2 separate regions of the Mus musculus genome follow, and region 1 is linked to region 2. A link is a contact called in public promoter capture Hi-C data. All regions are on one chromosome and are shown on one strand. The core of a region is the stretch at or near the end of the contact, and the rest is flanking DNA. Distances in the headings are between cores, read along the strand shown. Region 1 holds the start of Zcchc13 (zinc finger, CCHC domain containing 13). Region 2 holds the start of Nap1l2 (nucleosome assembly protein 1-like 2).

What was found. Promoter capture Hi-C pulls out the DNA fragments that hold promoters and counts their contacts.
Region 1: a promoter capture Hi-C map of stem cell-derived epiblast-like cells shows a contact between it and region 2, with 2.2 times the contacts expected there. The contact joins the promoter of Zcchc13 here to the promoter of Nap1l2 in region 2. A contact is called at or near these places in 2 of 39 promoter capture datasets (hippocampal neurons and stem cell-derived epiblast-like cells).

What each region holds. Positions count from the first base shown.
Region 1 is chrX:103,628,185-103,632,964 of GRCm38.p6, reverse strand. Zcchc13 (zinc finger, CCHC domain containing 13) reads right to left here and starts at 2,379. Exons shown (of 1, transcript NM_029158.2): 1 at 1,301-2,379. The coding sequence starts at 2,292. The coding sequence ends at 1,780.
Region 2 is chrX:103,183,307-103,188,454 of GRCm38.p6, reverse strand. It overlaps Nap1l2 (nucleosome assembly protein 1-like 2), which reads left to right and starts at 1,802. Exons shown (of 1, transcript NM_008671.3): 1 at 1,802-4,279. The coding sequence starts at 2,145. The coding sequence ends at 3,527. All of the region lies in intron 5 of 4930519F16Rik (RIKEN cDNA 4930519F16 gene), which reads left to right.

The DNA of each region.
Region 1 (4,780 bases), core at 1,130-3,629, 440 kb before region 2:
AAGGTGTTTCTAAAGACCCATGTTGGGCACTTCTCAACCATCTGCAAAAGGCAGCTCCAGAACTCAGAAGGCACCTGCACTCACATACACCACATACATATACATAATTCATATTTTAAGAAATATTTTTTAAGAAGGAGAGCTGGAAAGATGGCTCAGTGCTTATGAATACCGGATGTTCTTCCTGAAGACCCAGATCGATTCCAACCCCTGCCCCCATACATGGCAACTCACAACCACCTGTAACTCCAGCTCTAGGCGATCTGATGTCCTCTTCTGGCTTCCATGGCTACTTCATGCATGTGAAACACAGACATACATCCAAGTGAAACAACCATAAAATAGAAAATAAATAAATCATTTAAGTTATATAAAATAAAATAATTTTGATGCTTCTACCTTTCTCAAAATGATTCATACACATTATACTACTATTTTGTGGTTTATAACTGAATGTACACTGTGTGAAAGGTAAGAGGTTTATAATTTCTAGTTCCTGGTAGGCATGATAGCACATACCTCTAATCCCAGCATTTAGGACGCCAAAGCAGGAGGATCACTGAGTTCAAGATCAGTCTGGTCTATGTAGCAAGTTCCAGGACAGCCAGGGCTACACAGAAAGATCCTGTCTCAAAAAAAAAAAAAAAAAAAAAAAAAAAGAGGGAAAAATTGGGTTCTTCTTATTAGTATTATTTTCGTTCCTATTATGAGTAGTTTGTATGCAGTGTGGCACGTGCCTGTAAGAAGACAGTTTTGTGGAGTTGGTTCTTTACTTTCTCCTTTAGGTAGGAACCAGACAAGTGGTCAAGCTCACACCACCAGGTAGCAAGCAAGCGCTTTTACCTGCTGAGCGGGGCCAGTTTCCTTTCACTGGCCTAAGATGGCTTTCAATATTATTTAAAAGTTAACAAGATCAGAGCTGAGTGTGGTGTTTCATACCTGTAATCTCAGTATTTGGGGCACTAAGACAGAGAGAGATGTATGCTTCAGGGGGTCAATTCTGCGATAGCATGAGCTCTTTTTTTTTCTCCCGAGACAGGGTTTCTCTGTGTAGCCCTGGCTGTCCTGGAACTCACTCTGTAGACCAGGCTGGCCTCGAACTCAGAAATCTGCTTGCCTCTGCCTCCCAAGTGCTGGGATTAAAGGCGTGCACCACCATGCCCGGCTTGAGCTCTTGATAAAATAAAAAATCACTTAAAATAAAACCAACCAACCAAAAAGCTGACAAAATGAAATAATCTAAAAGTTATCAATATAATAAAACTAAATATAAAAAGCTATCAAAGTCATCAATGTTTTCAGAAACACTTTTATTTGCTCTAAAAGTCTCTGAAGAAATGTTACTTCCTCAAAATGTTCTTGCCCCCACCACCAAGGAAGTAGTTTCTCTTCTTATTTTAGTCAGTTGTCTCTCGCTTCAAAGCAGTTTATCTCTATCTGACATACATATATAGTATTTGTTAGTAAATTCAAAGACGATGTTCCAAGCTTGCTGTAATTTTTCACTATCAATTTCTAATTTAGTGTGTCAAAACGAACCGTACTCAAAGGATCCACTAGTGTCCAATTCAAAAATGGCTGTGCCCTATCTGAACTTCCTCATGGCAACCAAATAGCATATTGATTATAACATTTTTGACATGTTTCCCCCCCAGTCTTTTCTTGCTTTAAGATGATAATTATAATGGTATAGGAGTAGCTTCCATCTATCACGTTTTTGATTAGCAAAGAAATGTTAGAAACAGCGTACTTAGTAAAGGATGGCGTTTAAGGGGGTTACTAAGCGGTAGCCTCAATGGGGCATTCCCGAGCCAGATGTCCAGACTCTCCACAGCGGTAGCAGCTGACTTCGCTCGTCTTGCTGCAGTTCACCGCCATGTGGCCATTCTCACCACATCTGTAGCACTTAATTTGGGTACAATCTTTCTGGATGTGCCCAAATTCACCACAAGTGTAGCATTTCTGTTCTTCTTGCCGGTTGCAGTCCCGAGCCAGATGACCAGGCTGACTGCAGATGTAACAGCACTGCTCCCTCTCTCGTTTAGCCTGGGTACAGTCCTTAGCTATGTGTCCTCTTCTCCCGCAGTTGTAGCAGGTATCCTGGAGAAGATCACAGTCCTTGGCGTAGTGACCAGTTTCACCACAGCGATAACAAACATCGGACTGGTTGGCGGTGCTGCACTGGGGACCTCTGGTACGACCTCTTGCTGTTCGCCCTCGGGTTCCTCCCTTAGGACACTCCCGGGCCCAGTGGCCAGAGTGTCCACACTTGAAGCAACTTTTACTGCTCATGGGTACGGTGAGATCTTCCGGTGAGCAGGCCCACACCCCACTGCCACGGGCCCCGAGGCTACCTGCCTAGGATGGCTTAGATGGAAATGGTCGCTTTTCCTGGCAGGCCTCTGTGACGTTAATGAGCTTTGCACACGGCCTCAATGGCCACGTACATCACAAAGCCTTTGGGCTTTTTTTTTTTTTTTTTTTTTTAAGTTTTTTTCAAGAGACTGGCCTCGAACTCAGAAATCCGCCTGCCTCTGCCTCTTGAGTGCTGGGATTAAAGGCGTGTGCCACCATGCCCCACACTTTTCTATTTTATTTTAATTTAGTTTACTTTAGGTTGGTTTAGTTTTAGTTTTCCCAGACATCCCGATATCATCTCACCACCTACTCCAGCCTCGTCTTGAACTCAAGATTCTTTTCCCTGGGCATCATGAGTGCTAGGGCTACATATATGTACTGTTACACACGCCTACCTTTTTTGGGGTTGGTTTTCAACACTTGAGTTACTAAATTTGGGGATGAATCTCTTTCTGTTCAGGAATTCTGACCTGTAGAATATTTCCTAATTCAGTTAGTCCCTTTAGATGTGGTGGCACAGGCCTGTAGTCCCAGACTCAGGAGGCCTACACTACAGTAACATTGGGTACGTAACAAGAAAACTTGATTACTTCCTAAATCACAAAGAAATCCCTTTGCATATTTGTTATGTTAGCTTAATTCACTAATTTGAGGCAGGGTCTTGCTGTGCAGCCCTGTACTACCTGAGACTCACAGTTTAACACACTCTATTGTTAGTTTATTGCTGCAAACTTAACTTGCCTGTTTTGTGGAAATGAGGGCTTTTCAAATAGCCTAGCTTGCCTTCAAGTAATTGAGAATGAACTTCTGATCCTTCTGCCTCTACCTCCAATACTACTAGTGTACTAGGACTACACGAATGGGCTGCCATGCCTGACTTGCCATCTTAACTTTCAACAGAAAAGCACTATTTAGGTTAGGAAAGAACAAAATGGGGGAAGGGAGGAGGGGACAGGGGATTTTTGGAGGGGAAACTAGGAAATGATGGGATAACATTTGAAATGTAAATAAAGAAAATACCTAATTTTAAAAAGAAAAGAATTTTAAATAAATAAATTTAATTTTTTTAAAAAAAGAGCAAAATTGTAGCATTCAATATAAAACCAATGTTATTGCTTGGAAAATATATGCAATTAAAAGGAGTTGGGATATAGCTCACCTATTTGTTTAGGCCATGGGTTTGATCCCAACCAAAACAAAATATAAATGCAATCAGATATTGGATTTCTTGTCTCATAGGTGTATTCCCTACTGTTTATACCTTATATATGTACATGTACATTTAAACAAATACAAAAGTATTAGGGCTAAGAAAATAGCAGTCTTTTAATTTTTCTCTTTTCTGGTTTGATTTAAAAAAAAAAAGATTTACACCAAAAGAATGTATCAGACCCCATTACAGATGGTTGGAAGCCACCATGTAGTTACTGGGAATTGAACTCAGGACCTCTGGAAGAGCAGTCAGTACTCTTAACCTCTAAGCCATCTCACCAGCATGCTTGGTTGGTTTTTCAGTCAGGGTTTCATGAAGGCGAAGGTGGCCTTTACCTTTATTCTCTCACTGCTGCCTCCCAGTGCTGGGCTATAGGCATGCAATACCACACTCAACTTTAGGTGAATGTGTATGTATGTGTCTGTGACACTGGAGGCCTAACTAGGTCTTACACATGTTAGGAAAGCACTCCACTAGTGGGCTATATCCCCAGCCTGATAGTCTGTCTCCTTTCTTTATTTTAATGGTGTTATACTAGAGTATGCAGCTAGGGCTAGGTTTAAATGATTTTACTGCCCCAGCCTCTCCAAAGGCTAGAATTCATGGCAATCTAACCTCTTGACCTTCTTTATTGTATGTATGTATACATGTGTGTATGCATGCAAGCATGTGTAATAAATAATATCTGATGGTTCATTTTCAAAATAACTCCTCAAGACAGTCAGCTTTGGTAGAACTAGAGAGGAAGAGGAAACACTGGGCCCCTACATTGGAGCCTGCTTAAGTTAACTACCCTCCCCCAATTTCTGCTAGTCTAAGCACCAGCTTCCCAACTAAAACTTTAGAGTGCAAGTGCTTGCTGACAAGAGCCTGATATGGTTGTCTCTTGAGAGGCTCTGCCAGAGTCTGACAAGTACAGAGGAGGGTGCTTGCAGCCAATCACTGGACTAAGCATAGGGTCCCCAGTGGAGGAGTTAGAGAAAGGACTGAAGAAGCTGAAGGGGTTGGAACCCCATAGGAAGAACAGCAATATGAACCAACCAGACTCCCCACGGCTCCCAGGGACTAAATCACCAACCAAGGAGTCCACGTGGAGGGACCCATGTCTCTAGCTCCATATGTAGCAGAGGATGGCCTTGTTGGGCATCAATGGGAGAAGAGGCCCTTGGTCCTGTGAAGGCTGGATGCCCCAGTGTAGCGGAATGCTAG
Region 2 (5,148 bases), core at 553-3,052:
ATATGTGTCTGGTGTATGCAGAGGTCAGAAGAAAAAGTCTGATGACCTGGAACTGTAGTTATAGGCAGTTGTGATCCACCACGTGGAAATTGAGAAGCAAACCTGGTTCCCCTAGAAGAGCAGGAAGTGCTCTTACCTGCTAAGCCATCTCTCCAATTGTTTCTAACTTTCTGCTAATGTATATGTTCTCCTCTGAACATGGGTATGCAAAATCTGAGACTGCTTTCAAGTTTATATCTCTATCACTATCTATCTAATCTATGTATCTATCTATGTCTCTATGTCTCTATGTATCTATCTATCTATCTATCTATCTATCTATCTATCTATCTATCATGTATGTATGTATGTATGTATGTATGTATGTATGTATCTATATCCAGAAGTGGGATTGCTTGAACACATGATAATCATGTTTAATGCGTTGAGATATTGCTATACTGATTTTCATTGTCCTTACTTTCACCACTGCTTGCTATTTTCTGTATTTTAAGCTATCTCAATCGGTATGAAATAGTATCTAGTTATGATTTTGACTTATATTTACATAACTAATGATACTGGTCATCTTTAAAAACAAATTTTGAAAAATTTCTTTATTATTGGATGGGTGTCATCAAGGTGAGTTCTAAGGAACATGTGTGGCAGCCAGGGTGCAACTGGACAGAGTCAGTTCTCTCCTTCAACATTTGCATGGCTTTAGCATTTTCCAGGTTTATACAACAAGCACCTTCACCCACCAAGATATCTTACTGCCCCTTTCCTAGAGGAAATTTTAATTTACTGCATAGTCTTCTATTGCATGAATCTTCTATCATATATTTAACTCTCTCTTTAGTGCTAATATTTTTATTATTTCCAATAAACTTCAAAATGTCAAGCAAATTCTGTGATTTTAAAAAACAAAATAGTACTTTATATTTGGTTTTTCTTTGTAAAATTCCTAATGGCTTTCCTTTTGTTTGTTTTGTTTTTGGGTTTTTAAGACAAAATTTCATGTAGTCCAAGCTAACCCAGAACTGCTATATGTGGAGGCTACTCCTGAACTTCTGATTTTCCATCTCAGTGCTGTGATTACAGGCTAAAACAACATCACATAAGGGAAAGTGGAAAGACAGTTTAGGACTGGGGTATTATCCTATACGCTCACTAGTCATATAGCTGGCTCTTTTACAAAAGGCTTCAACACCCCTCCCCCCACACTTTAGTCATCCGTCATCTCTTCCTCATCAGGAAATATTATGAGAATTTTCCCATTTAAAATCACACAGGTTGTGAAAATTACAGAAACCAGGGTACAGAATATTTAAACCACTGTCAGTTACATCATCCAAAGGCCACCTATGCTTATTTTTGGTAATTTTAAACCTCAAAGGATCTCTTTGTGGGCTCCTCCACTACCCTCCTCTCTTTCCCAGAGCCTCAGGTTATAACCAAAGGGATAGACTAAAGACAATCCAGTACCTTGCCCATTTTTTTCATTCCTTGTCACTGTTTCCATATAGCTCTTTTGAAATTATGAACATATAGTATCAGTTGAAAACGGAATGAATGATACTGCATTTCTGCAAAATTCCACAGGCTATAGGGTGGAAGATGAGCCATAGGTGGAGGAATCAGCCATATTAGAGAATCTGGGAAGGCAAGAGGTGTTGAAATTTTGATTCATCTACTAATTTACTGGCTCAGGATTTGTCAATCACTGCAGCCTGGCAAATGAGATTAGAGAAGAGTCCTGGGAGGGAAGGGGTGACGCAGCAACCTGCATACACTTAAAAAAAAAGAGCTGAGAGACAACTGCGTAATCATACTGCGGCACCAGTTCCTCCATCCCTCCGCCCCCGAGTGGCTGGAGCAGCTGCTTGCGGAGGTCTGCCCACTGCGGCTCTCTGCAGTCTCTAGCCTGTTCCTTCAGGGCCTAGAGTCTCCGCCCAGACAGCCGGTTTCAATTCTGCTATCCCAGCTTCAGCACCGTCTTTTATCCCCACTGCTTGCTGCCTGCCATCAGTGCAGCCGCCGCCGCCTCTTGGTTCATCTCTGCCAGATCATCGCGCATCTGCTGTATTGGTGAGTCTTCCTGCGGAGGTCAGGTCTCCTGATCTGCGGGCTTAGCCACCATAAGTGCAGGCGATCGTTTGAAAACAATGGCTGAATCAGTCGACCATAAAGAACTGTCTGAATCCAACCAAGAAGAGCTTGGCAGCCAGGTAATGGCGGAGGGGCCCGGGGAAAGTCAGGACCGCAGTGAAGGTGTCTCCATTGAGCCTGGAGATGGCGGGCAACATGGTGAAGAAACCGTGGCTGCTGGAGTAGGGGAAGAGGGAAAAGGTGAAGAAGCTGCTGCAGGGTCTGGGGAAGATGCTGGGAAGTGCGGAGGCACTGATGAGGACTCAGACTCAGACCGTCCAAAAGGACTTATCGGTTATCTTTTAGATACCGATTTCGTTGAAAGTCTCCCAGTGAAAGTTAAGTGCCGAGTGCTAGCTCTTAAAAAGCTTCAAACAAGAGCTGCCCATTTGGAATCCAAATTCCTGAGGGAATTTCATGACATTGAAAGGAAGTTTGCTGAAATGTACCAACCCTTACTAGAAAAAAGACGACAGATCATCAATGCAGTCTATGAGCCCACAGAAGAGGAATGTGAGTATAAATCGGACTGTGAGGACTATTTTGAGGAGGAGATGGATGAGGAGGAAGAGACTAACGGCAACGAAGACGGTATGGTGCATGAATACGTGGATGAAGATGATGGTTATGAGGACTGTTATTATGATTATGATGACGAGGAAGAAGAGGAGGAGGAAGATGACAGCGCTGGGGCCACCGGAGGAGAAGAGGTTAACGAAGAGGATCCTAAGGGGATTCCGGATTTTTGGTTGACTGTTTTAAAAAATGTTGAAGCACTCACTCCTATGATTAAGAAATATGATGAGCCTATTCTGAAGCTGCTGACAGATATTAAAGTGAAGCTTTCGGATCCCGGGGAGCCTCTCAGCTTCACACTCGAATTTCACTTCAAGCCCAATGAATATTTTAAAAATGAGCTGTTGACAAAGACTTATGTGCTGAAGTCAAAGCTTGCATGCTACGATCCCCACCCTTATAGGGGAACTGCCATTGAGTACGCCACTGGCTGCGACATAGATTGGAACGAAGGGAAGAATGTCACTTTGAGAACCATCAAGAAGAAGCAGAGACATCGCGTCTGGGGAACTGTCCGAACTGTGACTGAAGATTTTCCCAAGGACTCTTTCTTCAATTTCTTCTCTCCTCATGGGATCAGCTTAAATGGAGGGGATGAAAATGATGATTTTTTACTTGGTCATAATCTGCGTACTTACATAATTCCAAGATCAGTGTTATTTTTCTCAGGAGATGCACTTGAATCTCAGCAGGAGGGTGTAGTTAGGGAAGTTAATGACGAAATATATGACAAAATTATTTATGATGATTGGATGGCTGCAATTGAAGAGGTTAAAGCCTGTTGCAAAAATCTTGAGGCATTAGTAGAAGATATTGATCGTTAAAACAGAGTAGATGCTTTTGAAACTAACTGCTCTACATGCAGTTACTGAAGACATAAGCAGTTAATATTGTCTTGTGTTCTGCATTTTTTCCTGTCATGCCAGTTTAAAAATTCAAATACTAATTAATCTGACCTTGCATTGTAGTGGTATGATGTTTTCAAGACATGTAGACTGTGATAAATGATTAAGACATTAATAGTCTGTAGTATAACCCTTCTGAAGTCCTTGTGCCATGTATCTATTAATCTGTGGCTGTGAATATTATTAGAAGTGCTAAATGAGATTATTTGTTTGCAAAGAAAATATTGGAAACCTACCTAAGAGTGCTTTGCTATTTTCCCCCTTATCCTCTTAGTGCTTTGGCCAATTGACTTTATTGTGCCTGCTTCATTTTGCAGTAAATATGCAGTAGAATTTAAAACTTGAATGCCTAAGAGGCCTGCATATGATTGAGAATTTCAGGCAAAATCATATTTATTATTGATAACAGCTAGTGCAAGGCTTCTGATTGTATGTGACTGTGATAAATAATAAAACTCAATTGTATTGAAGTTACTGTTTATCATTGACATGTGAGTTACAGTATTTTCAAATGTTGCAAATATTGTCCTGTGTAATTGTGTAAACTGTGATTACAGTGTACATTTTTTTCATAATATACTGAATCATTCATTGAAATGGACACTTTACCATTTCTGAAAATACATTTCATATTCTGTTCATTCACTGAAAAATAAAATGAATAAAAATTTCATGGTGTTAAATGTTTTAAAAAAGAACTTTTAAACTATAAAGGCAGTATGTTCATTGGAAGACATATTTAAAATATTAAAAATATTCATTAATTAAAATCAGAAGACATATTCACCAAAGATGAACACTTTTAATATTTTGATTTGTTTTCTACAAATTATTTTTCTGTAAGTTATTCTTATGTGTTTATACTTGTATGCAGATCTACTAACACTGTCTAACATGCATATTCCAAAATTATTTATAACTGATCTAATTTTAATTTTCAGATTGAGTTACAGGGAAACAAATATCCAGTAAATTAATTTCTACTTTATAATGCAATGTTAATACTCTTTACAAATAACAGATTCCTATGTGCTATCCTATATTTTAAATTTCTTATCTTTCTACAGTGTTATTTGTATATATCCCCTTATGACACTGGGGGGCAGCACTGACTGGGGACAGTGGAATAAGCTGCTCACACTGTCCAGAGATGAGTTTGCTTTGTTCTTTGAGGACAATCAGATGTCCCCCCAAAAGGCCTTTCCTTTTGACAAACTCTATGAAGAATTACACCTATCTTCCTAGGATAAGAGACCTTCTTGGTCACTTTTGTGTCACATAGACACTGTGAGTGGCAAGGAAATGCTCACTCTGCTTTGTTATTGCTGCCTACCTACATACACTTCCATCCCAAATGTTTGTGAAGTGATCTCACTGAACTATAACCCAAGTGGAACAAAAGCTTTGCTGTAACTTATTCTTCTACTATCCACTATTGAATATGCTTGCTTCTTTATATTGTGGTCCAGAGAGGTAAGTTTCTAGCACTGCCTATTTTTCTTACTTCTGTCCAGTAAAACTGGGAAAGAAAATAAAAGCT